2 separate regions of the Mus musculus genome follow, and region 2 is linked to region 1. The links are chromatin contacts, called in public promoter capture Hi-C maps. All regions are on one chromosome and are shown on one strand. Each heading gives the region's core, a stretch centred on a gene start, on an enhancer-like site or on the middle of the called end of the contact. The rest is flanking DNA. Distances are from core to core; before and after follow the strand shown. Region 1 holds the start of Inpp4b (inositol polyphosphate-4-phosphatase, type II). Region 2 overlaps Inpp4b (inositol polyphosphate-4-phosphatase, type II).

Region 1 (5,420 bases), core at 1,593-4,092:
AAGGTATATCAAAAGGAAATGAGAAACTATTCTGTCCTTCCCTGGCAAATGGAGTTTCATTTCAGCAGCAGAAGTGGCTGAAACTCCAGGGCTGTGAAAGCAGAGGTTGAATGAATTTAAGCCACAGAAGCACTGGCATCTTCCAGACCTAAGCAGGGGAAGTAACAGCAAATAACCAAAATAGGTACATAGCAGGCTGATGGAAATCTCTATAATGCTGTGTGGTACACAGGTCTGATAGAGCACTCCCCTCCTTTTATTTTAAACTTTCCAGTTGAGTTACATATATATGCCACATCCTTCTGTGAAGGAGATTGGTCAGAATGACCTGTGTCTGAATTTTAATCACACTGGGGCTTTTGAGGGGCGCCTTACTTTGAGTGTTCCTGTCCAGTCAGTAACTCTGCTTGACAACTCTATTTTAGAGGGAACAATTTTCTGATTCTGATGCTTCTATGGCAGCATCTAACCTCATTGTCTAAGAGCTCCATCTTCCTTTTGCACTATTTTTTTTTCCTCTGAGGCCAGGGAACAGATGCATAAGTCCTAGTGAGGTGAAGCTCTGGAGCTCCGGTTTCATTGTCTTCCATTCTGTGTATTTTTCTGGGCTGAACTTCTGCCAGCAGATGATCTGCACCATTTTTTCCAGTAGATTGCATGAAGATGGCTGGCAACTGCATGTTACAGGTGCATAGCCAACACCTCAAGAGTGACAGGGTCTAATGGACAAGTTGGTCCTCAAAATCCCACTTTTCCCCCTTCAGTTCACCTATGATGACATAATGGCTGAGCAGAACAGAAATGAATTGGAGAGAAAGCAAGGGAGGACTTTGGGGACTAGGGTGAGAGGAAGGCAACCCAGCTTCTAACCCACAGGGTTTTGAGTCAGTCTCTAAGCACTTGTTGGAGCCATGGTGTATTCAATACTACTCCAAGCTCTGGGAGTGTAGAGGCTAAAGAAAGTATCTGAAAACCAAACTAAGCAAACATCTAACCAAACCAAACCAAACTAACCAACCCAACCAAACAAATCCAACCAAGCAACTAGCCAACCCAAACCAATCAATCAACTAAACCAGTCAACTAGCCAACCAAACCAACCAATCAATCAACCAACCAATGAACTAACCAACTAACAAACTAATCAAATGAACTAACCAACCAAACCAGACAACCGACCAACAGAACTAATTCAACCAACCTATCAGCCAACTAACCAACCCAACCAACTAAACTAACCCACTAGCCAAACAAACTAATCATTCAAGCTAGCTAACTGACCAAAGGAATCAATCCTAACAACTTACCAACCAGCCAAACCAAGCAACCAACCAAACCAATCAACTAACCAAACTAACCATCCAAACCAGCTAACCAACCAACTTAACCAACTCAACCAACCTATCAAACAAGCAACCTAACCAATCCACCCACCCACTCAATTACCCACCCACTAACCAACTCAGCCACCAACCAACCCAAACCAACCAACCAACCAACCAACCAACCAACCCAATCAACCAACGGAACCAACCAAAGACACCCTCACACCACCACTAGCACCCCGCCCCCACACACATAAATTTAAACCATCAAACTCCCTGCCCTCATCAACAAAGATAATATCTAGTAGCAAATACTTGGGAAGTAAATGGATGTCTCGATTCAGGCAGTGACAGCAGGGGTGACAGCTGGGGGCAGACACAGCTTCCCATTTTGTAATACTGTAATACTGTTAAGCACTGCCTTAACCCAAATTGATTTCACTGACTTTAAGATTCCAGGCTCTTTGTGTGACAAATGTCACACTTGTGTACACGCGTTTTTACTTTATTTAGAGTGCCAGTTTAAAGGGTTGCAAGGAAGAAAAAGGACTAGTGTGCCTTTGTGGGTAAGCTCTGAGAAGAATTACCTCTGAGCAGAGTGGACAAAACCTCTCTAGGAAAGCCGCCAGGTGGCACCTGTAAGGCGCAGATGGAGAGAGTCATTTGCCCCACCCCCACAGGCCGGACTATCCAGACTACCCCTCACCCCTCGGGTTTGTTCGCGAGGAAGTGGGGGAGTTTCAGTCTCTTTCCAGACAGCGTGATTACACACCAAAATTTTCTGACACCTCAAACACACCGAGGGCGGATTGTCTCCACACAACCAGGCTGTCAAAGGCATGAGCCTGGTGGTTGGGAACACTTAGGCACTCTGCAAGGTGGGGAGTGGCTGTGGGCTGCCCCTGTGCCCAGGTCTGCTCAGTCTGGGTCTAGGGGAAAACACTGGCAAGGGAGAAGCAGTTCTCAGGACCGTGACACGCAGAAGTCACCAGAACGTGGGACAGCGCTTCACACTCCTCTAACGCCCAATCCTCCTCCCAGGGACAGTCAGTGGGGACTAGTCTGAGCTACCTTCTCACATCCTTTTACATTTCCGCCTTCTGCAGTCTCTTCTCCTGTCCGGGTCGCATTGTGATTGCCTTGCCCCCCCCCCCCCCCGCCCCGCGCGCTTCGCCCCTGTGATCCCGCACCCCAGGATTGGCAGCTGACCCCAGAGACAGCAGAGTCTGAGTGGTGGGTGTCAGTAAACAGAAGCAGCGTGTTGTGGTCATTTCGAGCTGTGCGGTCGGGCCACCAACTCCATCTGTGGCAGGGAGGCGAGCTGCACCAGTTGCGAGACTGCTGCTGTTCCTCTTTGGTGGCTGGTTGGTGACATTGGGAGGAGACCGCTCCGAGGGAGTGAGCCTAAGACGAGGAGGAAGAGAGGCAGGGCGTTGGGGGTGGGGACGTGGCGACAGTGCCAGGGGGCGTGTGAGCTGCGGGCGAGGAGCAACTTCTCCCGGGCGCGCGCTGCGGGGCGGCGGGCGGAGCGTGAGCTGCCAGCCCAGAGCAGGGAGCGGGGAGCGGGGAGGCTCGGCCCGCGCCCTGCACGCTACCATCCTCCGGGTTCCCAGCCCCGGGTGCTGAGCTCGCCGCTATAAATAGCAGGTTACAGCTTCTGCTTGGGCGCACACGCTTTCACTGGAGAACGCAGGAAAGTCATCCTGAAAAGTGTCTGCCGCTGCTATCGCCCCCTACTCAGCCTCTGCAAGAGGTAACATCCTGCCTGGGATCCTGGGGCTCGGGAGGGAATTTTGCAGGGTGCGGAGGGTGAGGATGGGTGAATCCATAGGCTGTAGTCGTGCGCATCGGACAGTTCAGGGTGGTGGTGGTGGGGAGTACGTCCTGCCTGAGAGACAGCTGGTGTGTTTCTTATCAAGTTTCCCAGCTTGCAGCCAAGATCGTCCCTTCAGCCTTGCTTCCCAGGGACCCTGGCTGCTGGTGGTACCCCTGTGACCCTGATTACTGTCTAGTGGAGCTCGCTTGGTCTGGGGTGAACACCACACACACACACACACACACACACACACACACACACACACACGCACACACATATGAGTTCCAACTCCCAGGTGACACTGAGTTCTGGCCCAGCTTATGGTCCCTTTGAGCTGTTCTTAAAAGGTGCTGCAGCGACCTGGAGTGCTTAGGGACTGCTTCTCAACCCTAGTCCCAGTCACTGGCTGTCTCCTGCTTCAGAGGAAGTGGTCCTGGTCCTTAGAACAAGGAAGGCATGCTGGGGTTGCAGTTGCCTAAAGAGCTCTCTTTTCATGGCTATCTCCAGCCCCACCTTCAGCAACTCCTGCCCTCTCCGTCCCCCCAACACCACCCCCCCAAGTCAGGCCTGTTACCCCTAGGCTACCTTCATGTTCTACCTACCCCAAAGAGAAGTCAAGAAAGAGTTAGAAAATCAGGGCTTCAAAGTAAGAGTGGGTGATGAGAGGCTCCTCTGGAGTCTCAAATTTGCACTACAGCCTACTTGAGCTTATCTGGCCCCTCTAGCAGGACAAGGGTCCTGAGCAAACCCAGGAGCCTGCTGCTAGTATGGACTTTCAGGCTTGCAACTGGCTAGCTCTAGGTGATGCGAGAACCAGAGGCACCGGTGTTTGCCCCTCTCCACCTTTGATTTTGCTTCCCTCAGGGGAGGTGGTTTCTGCCCCAGAGGACACCCAGAGGTTTCTGTTTGGAGACAGAAGCTTTATAGGTAGGGATGTGCATATTGATGAGATAGTTGCAGCCACACAAAACTTATTGGAAAAACCCCAGAGGAGAGAGAGGCAGCAGTGCTGTTAGGGGACCGAGGTTTGTTAAGGGAAAGGATGCTCAGTTGATTATGTGGTTCCTGCAGCGTCAACTTACCAGGGAAACCCTGCGGGACATTCAGTCACGCTGGTCTAAATGATGTAGAATGTCTTCTTTGTTCATCTTACTTTATGTTTTTCTTTCTCCTGATTCTGGCTTCCTTGCTCTTTCCAAAATGACATTTGAGGTCATTATGTGGGTATTACATTTTGCTTACATTTCCCTTCAGTCTGAAAGAAGTTATTTATAAAGGTGTAGCTCTATAAAATACATGAAAGAGCAGAAGACAGGGATGAGTTCATCTCTCCTATGATGGGCACTAGGTGGCCCCTTTTATAGGTGTACATCTACATTTAGAGGACTTGTTCGCACAGAAATTTTCTTAGTGAGTTCTGGAATCAGAATGTTATCAATCTGACTTGGTTCAGAGACTCAGCAAGAGAGTGGCTGCCTGATGCTGTGTTAAAGGTAGAGTTAGGAGAGGTTTGGACAAGTGGGTACTGTCAGCTTACTCGGTGTGGGAGGAAATACATTAGCTCATGTTCTTTGGGATATACTCCAGGGAAACATTGACATGAAATCACAGTAATTGATCAGTGCCTCTGGGCTCAGCACATGGGCCTTAAACTCAAACCTGTAGGAGTTGCACTAAGTTAAAATGCTTCTGCAGAAAAATAAAGGAGAGAAAGAAAGAAAGAAGGAAATAAAGGAAGGAAGGAAAAAGGGGGCGTTTTATGAGAGTCCTGTGTATGTGAGAGAATATGTGTCTCTGAGCCTTGTGTATGTTTTGTGGGTTTTTTTTGGGGGGGGGCTCTTTTTCTTCTTCTATTTTTGGTTTTTGTCTTGTCCTATTTTATTTTATTATTTTTCTTTAGATGCCTGTTTTCTAATGAGAGACAGAAGGGGTGTGGATTCAGGTGGGAGGAGGTGGGGGGATATCTTAGGAGTTGAGGAAGGCAAAATGCAATCAGAATACTATGTATGAAAAAACTATTTTCATTAAAAGAAAAAATAGAAAATATAGAATGTTTTTTTTTCTGTGAGTTTCTTTCAATAGTGACTTAAGAGATTGTCCTTGAAAGGTTATGAAACGTGATTGTGATGAGGCTACAAGCTCTGTGTCATTGGGAAACATTTTCTGATTGGTTTTTATCATTCTAAATTGTATTCTCACGGATGAGGTAAACCGGTATTTATTTGTGATAAACTGATGGCCAATAGGGTGTTTGATACGGGGCTCTGTTCTGACAAAGT
Region 2 (5,420 bases), core at 1,582-4,081, 250 kb after region 1:
AAACAGAACTTACAGGAAGAAAGGATGGCTATTTGGGGCCTATGCTTTAAAAGGTGTATTCTATCATAATTGAAAAGTTATGGTGGGTAGAAGTGCTCAGTACATAGCTCGGCTTCCAGTGTGGCTTGTTCACATCATGGAAGATCAGGAAGCAGAGATGAAGGTCAGGATATAATGCAGAAGGCCCGCCTCTAGTGGCCTGAGTCTGCTAGCTGGATCCTATATCTGAAAGGTTCAAATTGCACTGTCAAGTAGAGACCACATATGCAAACACTTTATATTCAAGCTGTAGTATTCTTCCTCTGGACTCCACAGATCCATGACTATCCAAGAGTGTGAAATACATTTAATCCAACATCAAAAATTTCCATAGAAGTTCAAGGTCAAGAATCTCTACTGAGATTCAAGGTGATCTCTCAAGCTGTGACTCTTATGATGTAAGCAAAACAAACTTGAAAATTAAGTATCTTTCCGATATTTCTGTGGGAATTCATGCATTGTATCAAGTCACCACCACCTTGGGATGTCTCTGCTGAAAAGTGAACCTGACTGTTTTGCGCTTACCCTGATGTTACTTCCCATAGTCTATCCCCAGTCAACTACACTCCAGACGTTTTAAATAGAACATTCTAGAAACATTTGATAAACTTTAGAAAAGAAAAAAGTCATACACTTCCAATTTTCAATGGCATAGCACCAACCCCTGTAGCCCAGTGCCCATCATTTGGGGCTTTGTAGGGACAGCTTGTAGTTTCCAACAGTCTTGGTTAGCCTTCCCTCTATGATCTTACTGCCTGCAGCACACATGGCCTCTCTTAGCTTTACCATACTCAGTGTTGGTAGCCATTTTGCAGAACTAATGCATTCCTGGTATCTTTAACGTCCTAGGTCTCTAATGCATGGCCTTAACATCACAGTTTTGTTTAAATCTCTCTCAGAAGCTCCACATGTGGGATCTCATCTAGTTACATATCACCTAACTTCACTAGAATCTTGGTGTCAACATCCATGAGTCCTCAACTCTTATGAGGTGCTTGTCAGCAAAACCTCCACCATCAGGATGATGTCAAGTTCCTTTGCCAGCTCAATGCATAGCCATGGCTTGCTGAACTATGGCTGCATAAACTCAATTTCTACACAGTTAGACCATGAAAGGCACATCCCTATATGATTCTGCACAGGCAGGATGCCCAGGCGCTGGCATTCTCTGTCTAGACACTTTTTTTTTCACAGACAGTTTATGTTTTGAGGTCAAAAATTTTAATGAGCTTTTACTTTATACCATGGAGTCACTGATGGGCAGGCTCTTGCCCTTCAGACATCTTTCCTATTCTGGTGTAAAGTGAGGCTTTTTCCTCTTTAATAGTGCTGAATATCTTTAACAATTAGAGCCATTGTCCAGATCCACCCTGGCCAAAGCTTTATTTTCTCAGTGCACTTCTATTTATTTTAGTTTAGTTTAGTTTAGTTTAGTTTAGTTTAGTTTAGTTTATTTTAGTTTAGTTTAGTTTAATATTTTCAGAAATATCTGGGGTCTAGCTGTAAAATTTCATGATAAAGTATTCTCCAGTCTGAAGTTACATTACCTTGAAAATTGTCTCAGCCCAGGAAATCAGCCCCACTTTCCTTCCCAGGACTCAGCCCGAGTGAAAACAACTCACTTGCCAAATGTAACATAAATGATAAATGGTCTCTATCCCATTGAAGACAAGATTCTTCTTCCCCTTTGAAGCCTTATGAAAGCAGTTCTTTTTGTTAATGGATTGTGTAAGTAACCTTATTTAGTGTTTTATATTAGTAAAATATTTTTAATTAAAGTGCCTTTATGACATTCCTTTAATCCTAATGATGAGTCTGTAGAAATCAAGTTTTTTTCCCTCACCTCACTCTACCCCACCCCAGACTCCCCCCACCTCCCTTCAGAAAAAGCAGGCCTCCCATGGACATCAACCAAGCAATAACAAGCTATAAAAATCAGGCACATCAAGGCCAGACAATGCAACTAAGTAGGAGGAATAGGGTCCCACAAGTAGAAAAAGAATCAGAGATAGCTTTTGCTCCCACTGTTAGGATTTCCACGAGAACACCAAGCTTTTCAGCCAAACTTACACACCGAGGACCTACATCAGAGCCCTATAAGTTCCCATGAATTCCAGTTAGTTGACTCAGTGGACCCACAGAATGAACACAGTTATTAATCATCGGCTTTTCTGTTGGCACTCAGGTCTTCTGGATGTTCTACAATTGTCTATTAAGCACTAAATACAGCAGTCTGGGACTTCATCCCATAGCTTCAAACTTTTTACATTCCTCCCACAAACCATTTGCAGAGGCCTACAAATCCATGGCCTGTCTAATCAGGGCACTGACCACTCTTCTTATTACTACTATTTTTATGCCAGTGACTCTCTTGCCACTAGAAAAGAATACCTCACAAGAGGGCAGGTTTATTTTGGCTTACAGTTTGAAGATGTGGCTTGGCTTATGCGCTTTTTGAAGTCAGTAGTAAGGTTGGGTCTTACCCTAATGTTCTACATTACCAACAAGGCTTTCTACATCTCGGAAGTCTCACAAACTCCCCAAACTGTCCTACCAGCTGGAGTCAAATGTTCAAACATGACCCAGTGGGGGGCAGTTTAACAAACTGACCTGAACAGGAGCACCAGGCAGTGCCAAGATGGAAGGTTTTTATTTAAATATTAAACTAGGTAAACTAAATGAGCACATTTAGCCAAGATGGTGTGATAAGAAAACGCTCTGCCAGTAAAGGTGGTGGCTTTGTAGAACTTCCTGAGAGGCTGTGCTTTCATAAAGTGTCTCTGAAAGACATTCTAGATAGACTTGAAGGAGCTACTTCTGAGCACCACTTATCCCTGAGAGTTTCTGGAGGTTGGTTTATACTACTCTGTCCCTGATAAAACAGAAATTATTTTTCACATGGTCATATATATGCCTAGCTCATGTGCAGCTGCCTCTATTCCTGTAGACATCATCATCATCTGGTACCATCTGGACTGTAAAAAGAAAAAAAAAAACAAGTGGGTATAAAAGAATCAGGTAGCTTTTTTGGTTTTGGTTTTTTGTTTGTTTTTATTCCTCCATTTTTACTATAAAGAGCCTGGTGATGAGCTAAGACGATGATGAGATTTTTCTCTTCTTTCTGTCGTAAACAGTAAGACCTGTGAGAAAATCACAGTAGGTATAAAGAAGCTCTTCCCTTTGTGATGCTGTGACAGAGCACCAAAGACTGGATCGTTGACAATGAGTAACAGTTTGTCAGCTTAAGGTATGGAAGTTAGTAAGTCCAGTTTAACAAGTCATCTGCTGAATGCATAATTCCATAGCAGAAGGTGAGGTGGGAGTGGAGGGGCATAGCAAGCAAGAAATGCAACCATTTCTATAGCAAGCAGCCCATTTCCTTGAAGACAGTAATGAGTTCCTAAACACCTGTTAGTCTTTTCTATCTGATACCTTGTATTGGCAATTGAGTTCCTGATACAAAAACAGCAGAAAATAAAATCAACTCACAAATGTTACATATAGAAAAGGATATAAATCTATGTAGGTACATATGTATTATACACACACACAAAGTTAATAGCCATCACTATGTATCTGTAGTAAATGATTCCATGTCACTCCATGTGTACCAAAGATTGTGATCATAATTAAGTCTTTTATAAAAATGAAGACATTAAATCATTTTTATATTACTTAGAATACATAGTACACTGTAGACATTGCATATTTGTTGACTGTTTAGGGAATGAGTTTTAAGAAAAGATAGTACTTACATATTCATATAAACACTATTTTTAAAAAAATTATGTAGAGTTCATTGACTTTATAAATGTAAAGCTCACAATTACAGATAATGGTTTGCATTATATATAAACATACATGTACTATATATGATATTGATATATATATGTAAATATAAACATATATATATAGACTTATTCAACGCTTGCTAGCCATTTACTGACAATTTATTGAATCACAACCATGAGACTTATAAATATAAAAATAGGCATCTTATTTTATGATAAGCTGGAGAGAGGTGCAGGAACTATAAGAATATAGTCTAAGATCAGAAGTCTCTCGAATGGAACTTGGGTGTTTTGACCTACATCAAAACATAGCTCCTCCAAAATGCTTAAGACATTAAGCATTTGTTTCAATATATCCACCAAAATCTTATTAGCTGAGATGTTCAGTAACCTCTTAAGACTACTAATTACATGCAAATGTTTTCTTTCCTCTGTTTTGTGAGACTATGGTGGTGTGGTTGTGAGAAACAAGGAAGTCTTCCAAAGTCCTTCCACCTCAGCTCTGCAAGTCAGTGTCTTTAAGTGAGTGCCACACCAGTGTCAGGGTCCTTCATTCCTGAGGGGACAGTGACGAATGAATACATACATTCATTCACACAACACTCCTTCTTGCTCACAACTGTTTCCTGGGACATATACATGTCAGTGCCCAATTTACACAGGCACACCTTGCTCTCAGACATTTCCTGGAGGGGGGAAATACACACACACACACACACACACACAATCAGTGCCCCATTTACACAGGAATAATTTGCTCACAACTGTTTCCTGGGTCACACACATGCCAATGTGCCATACTTCTCAACATGTGCAAGACATTTCCTTTTTTGGTTTTGAGTAGAATGGCATATTTCCATGCTGGCAACAGAAAGAACTCAACAGTACACATGCCAATAGAGAGTAGGAAATACTTTGGGATGAGAAGATAAAATTGAAGGGACCCAGTCTTGACATCTTAACACAGATCTTTAATATTTATTAATAATGCAGCAGCCACATACAACTGAAGTATGTGGGAAAAGACTAAATATTCATGAAGTAAGTTGTCTTGGTATAAAACAGAAAAAAATATGGAATGGTCTACTACCTACTATCTACTATCTGTCTGTCTGTCTGTCTATCTATCTATCTATCTATCTATCTATCTATCTATCTATCTATCTATCTATCTATCTATCTATCTAATGTTTCCTGTATAGTTGGTGTGTAGCAGAAACTATCAACCATTTTTGAGTACAGTCTTCAAAAACATTAATTAGAAAAAATATATGTCCATGTTTTCCTTGACTGGTGCATTCTTTGTAATAGTATGATTCTATTTAACTTTGGCATTCCTTTGGCCAAATTCTCATTGTGTAGTCATTTTGCTCACTTCTATGGTAGCTCTAAAAACCTGCTCTCCCAGTAGATGGAACAAAACTCCTTTGACATTTTATAGCAAGGAATCAATTATGCTATGTATTCAGTGACTTACAGACTGGGTTTGTGTGATAAGAAAAATGTTCATTAGTGGATTAAATAATAGGGACAGTAATTCATTGTGATTATCTGCAATCACAATTGCCCATTAGATGTGCTAATCAGTGC

Evidence for each region. Promoter capture Hi-C pulls out the DNA fragments that hold promoters and counts their contacts.
Region 2: a contact with region 1 is called in a promoter capture Hi-C map of the C10 cell line, with 3 times the contacts expected there. The contact joins the enhancer-like site here to the promoter of Inpp4b in region 1. A contact is called at or near these places in 2 of 39 promoter capture datasets (the C10 cell line and embryonic stem cells), 2 of 484 Hi-C or Micro-C datasets (embryonic stem cells and uterus), 1 of 115 datasets of contacts at active chromatin or transcription factors (bone marrow-derived macrophages) and 1 of 9 other capture datasets (liver).

Annotation. Positions count from the first base shown.
Region 1 is chr8:81,339,720-81,345,139 of GRCm38.p6, forward strand. It overlaps Inpp4b (inositol polyphosphate-4-phosphatase, type II), which reads left to right and starts at 2,843. Exons shown (of 25, transcript NM_001024617.3): 1 at 2,843-3,078. Gm51582 (classical arabinogalactan protein 9-like) reads right to left here and starts at 2,934. Exons shown (of 2, transcript XM_030243908.1): 1 at 2,535-2,934. The coding sequence starts at 2,923.
Region 2 is chr8:81,591,675-81,597,094 of GRCm38.p6, forward strand. All of the region lies in intron 2 of Inpp4b (inositol polyphosphate-4-phosphatase, type II), which reads left to right. Among named protein-coding and RNA genes, the nearest start is that of Gm51582, 250 kb to the left of the region's middle. Within about 2 kb of position 2,832, at least 7 of the 459 cell types and tissues checked have an H3K27ac peak or open chromatin away from gene starts, as enhancers often do.